Linked DNA regions of Mus musculus: region 1 is linked to region 2. A link is a contact called in public promoter capture Hi-C data. All regions are on one chromosome and are shown on one strand. Each heading gives the region's core, a stretch centred on a gene start, on an enhancer-like site or on the middle of the called end of the contact. The rest is flanking DNA. Distances are from core to core; before and after follow the strand shown.

Region 1 (3,901 bases), core at 154-2,653, 2.2 Mb before region 2:
GACATCAAGCTCCCCCCAGACCCCTCCTCACTCCAGTACTGGGACTGAATGTAGAGGCTTTGAACTGTCTGGACAAGTGCTGTGCCACCAAGCAACAGCTCCAGGCCCTGCTTCATTTCCTTTAGGATTCTGTACCTTAGCTCTTCCATCCTTCACTATCCCCAAGGCTCCTTAGCTTCCAACAAGCTTTCCTTACAAAGGAACACCAGTCAGGCTGGGATCAGGCTCCTGGTATCTCTCTACTTCAATTGGCCAGGAAACTCCTCCAGGCCAGGACGCAAGACCCAAGTGACCCTGGAAAAGAAGGAGTCATCTACCAACCCATGGGTCCTCACTAGGCTCCCCCCCTCTTCAACTAAGAATCCACCCAACAACCAAGACAGTTGGGGGAGCGAACACGACCAAATGTGAAACTATCAATATCAGGTATAAAAACCAGCGAGCCAGTCGTTCCAACACTTACCTCCACAATAAAGGACTCGAAGAGGGTAATCCGCATCTAACTTGGCACTGTTCTTCGTATCGCCTTTGCAATCCGCCCCGCTGGATTCAGAAATGTCAGTAGCCATCTCACAAACCTGGAAACAAGAATGACACACACGACTTCACTATCTGAGAAGCTCGACCCCCGCCCCCCAAATAAGCAGCCTTGGGGGTGGGGTGCAGTCTTAGCTTCCACTGTGTATCCCCCAAACACCAAAGCTGTTTTGAGTCTATTAAAAGAAGGACACGAAGTCTCATTAGAGTCACTGATGATCAACTGGAGCCTCATCTACCTGCATCCACGGGTTTACAGGGAAGCGAGAATTAAATGGGGCCATGAAGGCTGTGTTGGGGCAGGGGCAAAAAGGGACACCAGAGGAAAAGAGGAAGCAGTAAGGGGGACAGAGTTGGGCTGGTGGCTTCAACAGAGACGGGGCAGGTCTGAGGTTGCTATGGGAGGGATGCAGCCTGCAGTTAAAAGGCTATGGACACCTTGGCACGACAGGGACGAAGTCACTCGAGGTGCCCAGAATGCAAGGTGCGGCGACAGCAAAATCCCGAAAAGAGACCAAGCCAGGGACAAGGACGGCAATGCCACAGCCTGGGGAGGGGAAATCGGGCCAGGCCTGGGGAAAAGGACAGGTAGCCCGCTGGAAGGCTGGGCTAAGGGGGACATCCCGGGGACTCCACAGGAGGCCCCCATGTGGGCGGGCGTGGAGACGCCCGGCCCGGCCCCCTTCCTGCTTTAGGCAGCGCCTGGGCCGCCTCGGCAGCGCCGCCAGCTCCCGGGGAGGCCGCCGCAGCAGCGCGAATGAGAGCGCTCATTACCCAGCCGGTCGCACGGCCCCCGCCGCCTCCGCTCCCGCCAGCTGAAGCGACACATGCAACTCCTCTTCCCGGCCACGGCTGCCCCGAAATTCGCTGCTGGGGCGCGCTCGCGCGAGACAATGAGCCTTTATCGCGATATCCCCGGCCAGCCGCTAGGAGGATGTCGCGAGACGCCACCGTGCCGGGGTGGGCGGGGCCCAAAAAGGGAGGAGCATGCGCCCATGCGTGGAGCCCGGGGGAAGGGGTGTGGGGTGGGGAAACGGGACCGAGTTGCGTAGAGGCGGCCGGACGGTAGGGGGCGCTGGCTATCCATTGGCAAAGGGGGAGCCAGCGGCTCAGGCTGTCCCTGCGCAGTGGGGCGTGGACTGGACTGGCGCAGAGGTTCTTGAGTCACAGGTGACTCTCTATTAATGATGTGGGCAGCCTTGCCCCAGTGTCTGGGCTACATCCTAGTGTCCCGACTAACCACTAACTAGCCTGATGCATAAGTCACCCCACGGCGTAGAGATGGTGGCTGAATGAGACATAGGGTTTTATTTCATTCCGATTCCCTAAATAGGAATTACTCGTGCAAAGGTCATATTAATTACTGTTTGAATTTATTTCATCAGGCTGACGACTGTTCCCATATGCTCCTTTTTGCATATTTCACCTTCTACGTGTTCTATAACGGGGATTTTCCCATCCGGTCTCAGGATTTCTGGTTTTAACCACACGGGTCCTTGTCTAAATTTTGCTTCCTTGTTTTTAGTTTGGGGAAATCCCTTCATCTGCATACTCAGCCCAAGTCCCACTTGTGAAACAGGAATAGCACTGGGACACTTTCGGAGCTCAGAAAGGGCCTGGTAGAAAGACCATTGCGTTTTTGCTTTTAACATCACCTTCATGAACTAAGCTACCCAAATATGGCCCCCCTCCCGGAACTTTCCTTTGGTGCCGGGAATTGAACCCAGGGTTTTGTGAATGCTACAGAAGAGCTCTGCCTTGAGTTACAGGCCCAGCCCTAATCCCAACACTTGGGAGACAGAGGCAGGCCAATGTCTGAGTTTTAGGCCAACCTAGTCTACAAAGTTCAAAGCTGTTGGCCTGTAAGCGTAGGGCATTTGTGTTGAACGTACAAGGCTCTGGGTTTAATCTACAGACTGGAAAAAAAAACCCCACACAGCAAAGATGTACATTTCGCTAAGCATGGTGGGTGATATGCACCTTTAATCCCAACACTCAGGAGGCAGAGGCAGGTGGATTTCTAAGTTTGAGGCCAGCCTGATCTACAGAGCAAGTTCCAGGATAGCCAGAGCTACACAGAGAAACCCTGAAACCCTGTATATATGTGTGTGGGTGTGTGGATGAGTGTTCGTGTGTGTGTGTGTGTGTGTGTGTGTGTGGTGTGTGTGTGTGTGTATGTGTGTGTGGGTGTGGTGTGTGTGTGTGTGTGTGTATGTGGTGTGTGTGTGTATGTGGTGTGTGTGGGTGTGTGTGTGGGTGTGGGTGTGTATGTGTGTGGTGTGTGTGTGTGTGTGTGTGTGTGCATTATATGCCTGTAGTTTCAGCACTTAGACAGCTGAAACAGAAGGATTGCTGAGTTTAAGGTCACCCAAGGCTACACAGTAAGACTTATGTTTAAAAAACAAACAAAAAACCAGAAAGAAAAAGAAAAAGCACACCATGATACAGAGCTTGGAGCATGGCCCAGTTGGTAAGCACGAAGACCTGAATTAGATTGCTAGGATCTATGTCCAAAGCCAGGCATGGAGACCATTGAGATGGCTTAGTGAGCAGAGGACCAGCCCCACGACCTAGCAGCCTGAGAGTTCGGCTCTCAGAACGCAGATGAAGGTAGGAGGAGAGACAACTCCACAGAGTTGTCCTCTGACCTCCACATGTCTGCCATGGCCCTCCCAACCATATAAAAATACAATAAACAAGACAAACAAACAAATATTCGGAGCCAGATGTGGTGTGCGTGTTTACAATCCCTGTGCTGCTGCGGAACTGGAGATCCGCGGGGTTCACTGAACAGCTGGCCTATGCTAACTGTCGAGATCCAGGCTAATAAATAGATCTTGTGTGTGTCAAAGGCGTGACATTCAATGCGGCCCCCTGCCTGTGCACACACATGTATGCACAGGCACACACACCACATACACACACACACACACACACGCATCCACACACAAACACATACACGCATCCACACACACCACATACAACACACACACACATCCACACACCACACTACATATACACACACATATGAATATACATCTACTCATTAAAATAAAACATCAAAGTGCATAGCAATGAATTGTTAACATCAGTCAGTTTACTTGTTAACATTTTTTGTTTGTTTGTTTGTTTGTTTGTTTCAAGACAGGGTTTCTATGTATAGCCCTGGCTGTCCTGGAACTCACTTTGTAGACCAGGCTGGCCTCGAACTCAGAAATCCACCTGCCTCTGCCTCCCAAGTGCTGGGATTAAAGGCGTGCGCCACCACTGCCCCGCACTTGTTAACATTTTTTAAAATTTGTTTTATTTCATGGTGTTTTGCCTGCATGTATGTCTGTATGAGGGTGTCAGATCCCCTGGAACT
Region 2 (3,576 bases), core at 369-2,868:
AGGCTTCCTGTGGGCATACCTGCTCTGGCCTTCATGGTCTCAATAATCACATCCGTCATTTCCCGACGGCCAAGGTGCTGGTGGATGATGGCTGCTTTCTCCCCGGCTGACTTCCCTTCTAGACAGGCGACAGCGGAAGCCAATGTCTTCTTTTTGATCTCCTCATCAGACATCTCTCCAGCTGGAGAACACATGAAAGATTAATACCTAATGACAGAACAAATTCCTCTCACTTCTTGGCACATCAATCAATAGCTTTCCTGCTCCTCTATGGCGTGTCCCCCTGGATGAGGCTCTTTTCCAGTGTCTGCCTCTGTCCCTCTACTTATTAATGAATAAGCAGCATTTCAGAAACCCGGAGATGTGACCGAAATTCCTTAACATCAGTTCTGAGGCAGGCACCAGGCCTGTCCAGTACGGCACTCAACCCACACAACCAAGCACACAGTAGGAGTTCTCAGCACCCGATCCACACATCTAAGCACACAGTAGGTACTCTCCCCCTAGGCTTTACTGCATAAATGTCTCCAGGACTGGGCCAGGATGAAGTTACCTGTTTGTGCCTAGTGCCAACTTAACTGACTTTCAGATCTAGGGGTCACTTTGAGCTCTGGAATTTCGCTTGTAACCTTGAAATAAATCAAGTCACTGGAGTCTCAAAGACCAAGAAAGACCACAACACACTCTTCTACTGCAGCTCCAAAGAATGGACCCACAGAGTGTCCAGGATGCCATCCTTCCGAGAACGAGCGCCAGCCCAGCTCTCCAAACTAAGTGTCCGTTTCTCTTTTCCATCAACTTGGGACATTTAGTCCGTATGGCACATATCAGACCAAGTCTGATTCAGGGCATGACAAAACTCTTGACAGATACCAAGCAATCGCCCTCCCACACACACCTTTTTCTCGTCGGTCTTTTGAGACAGGTTTCCGCCCCCCCCCCCCAACCCTGCCTGGCTTCTGGTTGCCTGTCCTCCTGCCTTCACTTCAGGATCCTCAATGCTATCAGGTAAGGTTGTGACGATCACGGGAAGAGCCGAAGCTGCATGACCCACTAAGGAAGTCTGTGGCCGGTGGTGAAGACGTCAGCCTCTCGGTCCCCGGCTGGGCTAAAACTCGCGTTTCCAGCCACTCACACCTAACTTTGGGCAAATCCTTTCCCCACCGGTCTGTCTGACTGCCAGCTTGGGAAAGGCGCACAGCATCGCCCCCGCGCCCTGGGCCGCGCTTTCTCGCAGCGAGGGCGACGTCGAGCAGAGGCGCCCGGCAAGTCCGGGGGCCGGTGGAGCGAGGGCTGCCGACCCTCCGGCCCGGCGCGAGGCCGCCGACTCACCGGCGGCGCTGAAGCCGAAGTCGGTGGGGACCGGCGAGTGACCCGCGAGCTCCAGTCGGATGACCACCAGTGACACACTCATAGGACAGGCGCTGCTCGGCGTGGGCCCCGGTGGGCTGACGGAAGGCTGCGGCCCGAGCCCAGAGGCCGAGCGGCCCGCGGTCGGCAGCGCCGCCACCGCCTCAGAAGCCGCGGCCGCCGCCTCAGCAGCGGCAGCCCCCGTCGCGCGCAGCCTGCCGAGCCACAACAACCTCCGCTTCCGCCTGTCGGCCGCCGTCTCTGACCCGCCGGGTCGCGCACGCGCACGCGGAAAGGGGCGAGGCCCCGGGCGCGCATGCGCTTTCGACAGCTGCTTCTGCCCCCTTGGCTGACCGTCTGGACAGGGTCCGAGGAGCGTGCGCAGAGCACGCAAAGACGCCTGGCTCCTATTTTGCGTTTGACCCCTCTCTACGTTTGTCCTCCTTAGTTTTCCCGCAGGGCTCACCGAGAGTCTATGGGTCCGCAGAGACTCTGAGGCTTCCTGGGTCTTCGACCTCAGGGTTGTAACTTTCTGCAGGTATGGCGAGGGGCTGGCTAGGAGCGCAATGACTTCACAGATAATCCACTGAGAGCCGGGCACTGCGGGGCTGCGTGGGATGATTATTTTTGCGGACACAGAAAACAGCCCCAGACAGGACAAGCTTCAGCACTCGTGCGATCCTGAGCTAGTTATTGCATAACCACTCGGTTGTGTGATACAAAACGCTGTGTAAGAGACAGGGATACGCTGGGAAGCCTATAGGTCATGGTTAAATTTGGTTTTGTGGTTTGGATGTGTTTGGTTTTGTTTTATTTTTTGTTTGTTTTTGTTGTTTTCTTCTCCAAGTCAGAGTTGCTCCAAGTACGCCTAGCTGTCCTAGAACTCACTCTGTAGACCAGGCTGTCCTCGAACTCAGAGATCTGCCTGCCTAAGCCTCTGGAGTTGTGGGATACAGCCCTGCCCTACCACCGTCTGGCCATTGTTTAGTTGTTTTGAGGTTTTGAGTTGTTCTGAGACAAGGTCTTGAGTAGCCCAAGATACTGAGAACCCTATATATTGGAGAAAAGATAATCTATGTTCTCTACGTATTGGAATCAGATGTCCTTGAACTTCTGACCCTCCTGCCTTTTCCACCTCATCAGTGCCAGGGTTACTTCCAGGCTTCTGCTGAAGGCTTTGTGCTTCACAAGATGGCAGGATAGAACTAACTCAAGATTGTCCTCTGTGCAGGTGCTATAGTGAGCACACACACTGAGGAATGCACTTAAGGGTTAGAATGCTTTAGGTATAGGCTCTGGGTTCAGTGTCTAAAATACACACACACATACACACGATATAATCGAAACAATGTTCAGGACACACACACACATAAGAGAAAGAAAGAAGGAAAGAAAGAAAGGAAGGAGAAAAGAAAGAAAGAAAGGGAGAAAGAAAGGAAGAAAGGCCAGGTAAGATTAGTGCATATATGGAGAAAAAATATGACATGTCAGGAAGGACAATATTGTGTACATGCTATAGTGTAAGAGGTCTGGGAGAGGCCATGGATACAAATGGTACCTGTAACAGGAACATACAATATATAGAGGTGTTTATACTATTTTCTATGTAATATGTCTTAAAGCCTTTTAATGCCAAGATTTCCCAACTTCTGCTCAACTTTCACTTTCTATAACCCTTTTGGGGTGCGTGTATGTGTGTCTGTGAACCATAGACCTCAGTGGTACTGTCACCTGGTGGTGACCACCAAAAAAAGCATAGATATCACCAAATCATACCCCTCATGGGGAAAAATGGGCATATATGAAAGTGGACAAGCCATCCACAGAGTGTAGATCATCTGACTGTGTCAGACACTAGTTTATGGTGCTGAGATTGACCTAGAGTCTTCATCGTGCTAAGAACAAGCCATTCTGCTGAGGCACACCCCCAAGTCACGTGTTAGGTAACCCTAAATAGTGTGACACACACTAACTTGATAGCTCTACATTCTTTACCTTAGGCAATGGTTACCCCCCCCCCCCACCTTTGCAATAGGTACTGAAATTATCCCCATTTTACAGAGGAGGAAGCTGTGGCTCAGAGAGGGTAACATACATAGGACCTCACTGTCAATGGATAGCAGAGTCACGCTTGGAAACCAGTCAAACACAAGATCTGTTATGTCTTTACTACACCATGTCTGTAATATAAAACTATACACCATGTAGATGTTTATGAAATATGAT

What was found. Capture Hi-C pulls out chosen DNA fragments and counts their contacts.
Region 1: a promoter capture Hi-C map of liver shows a contact between it and region 2, with 2.1 times the contacts expected there. The contact joins the promoter of Denr here to the promoter of Brap in region 2. A contact is called at or near these places in 4 of 39 promoter capture datasets (hippocampal neurons, liver and pre-B cells) and 1 of 9 other capture datasets (liver).

The regions. Positions count from the first base shown.
Region 1 is chr5:123,904,777-123,908,677 of GRCm38.p6, reverse strand. Denr (density-regulated protein) reads right to left here and starts at 1,403. Exons shown (of 8, transcript NM_026603.4): 1 at 1,312-1,403; 2 at 464-578. The coding sequence starts at 569.
Region 2 is chr5:121,658,605-121,662,180 of GRCm38.p6, reverse strand. It overlaps Brap (BRCA1 associated protein), which reads right to left and starts at 1,618. Exons shown (of 12, transcript NM_028227.3): 1 at 1,333-1,618; 2 at 20-181. The coding sequence starts at 1,414. Acad10 (acyl-Coenzyme A dehydrogenase family, member 10) reads left to right here and starts at 1,671. Exons shown (of 21, transcript NM_028037.4): 1 at 1,671-1,888.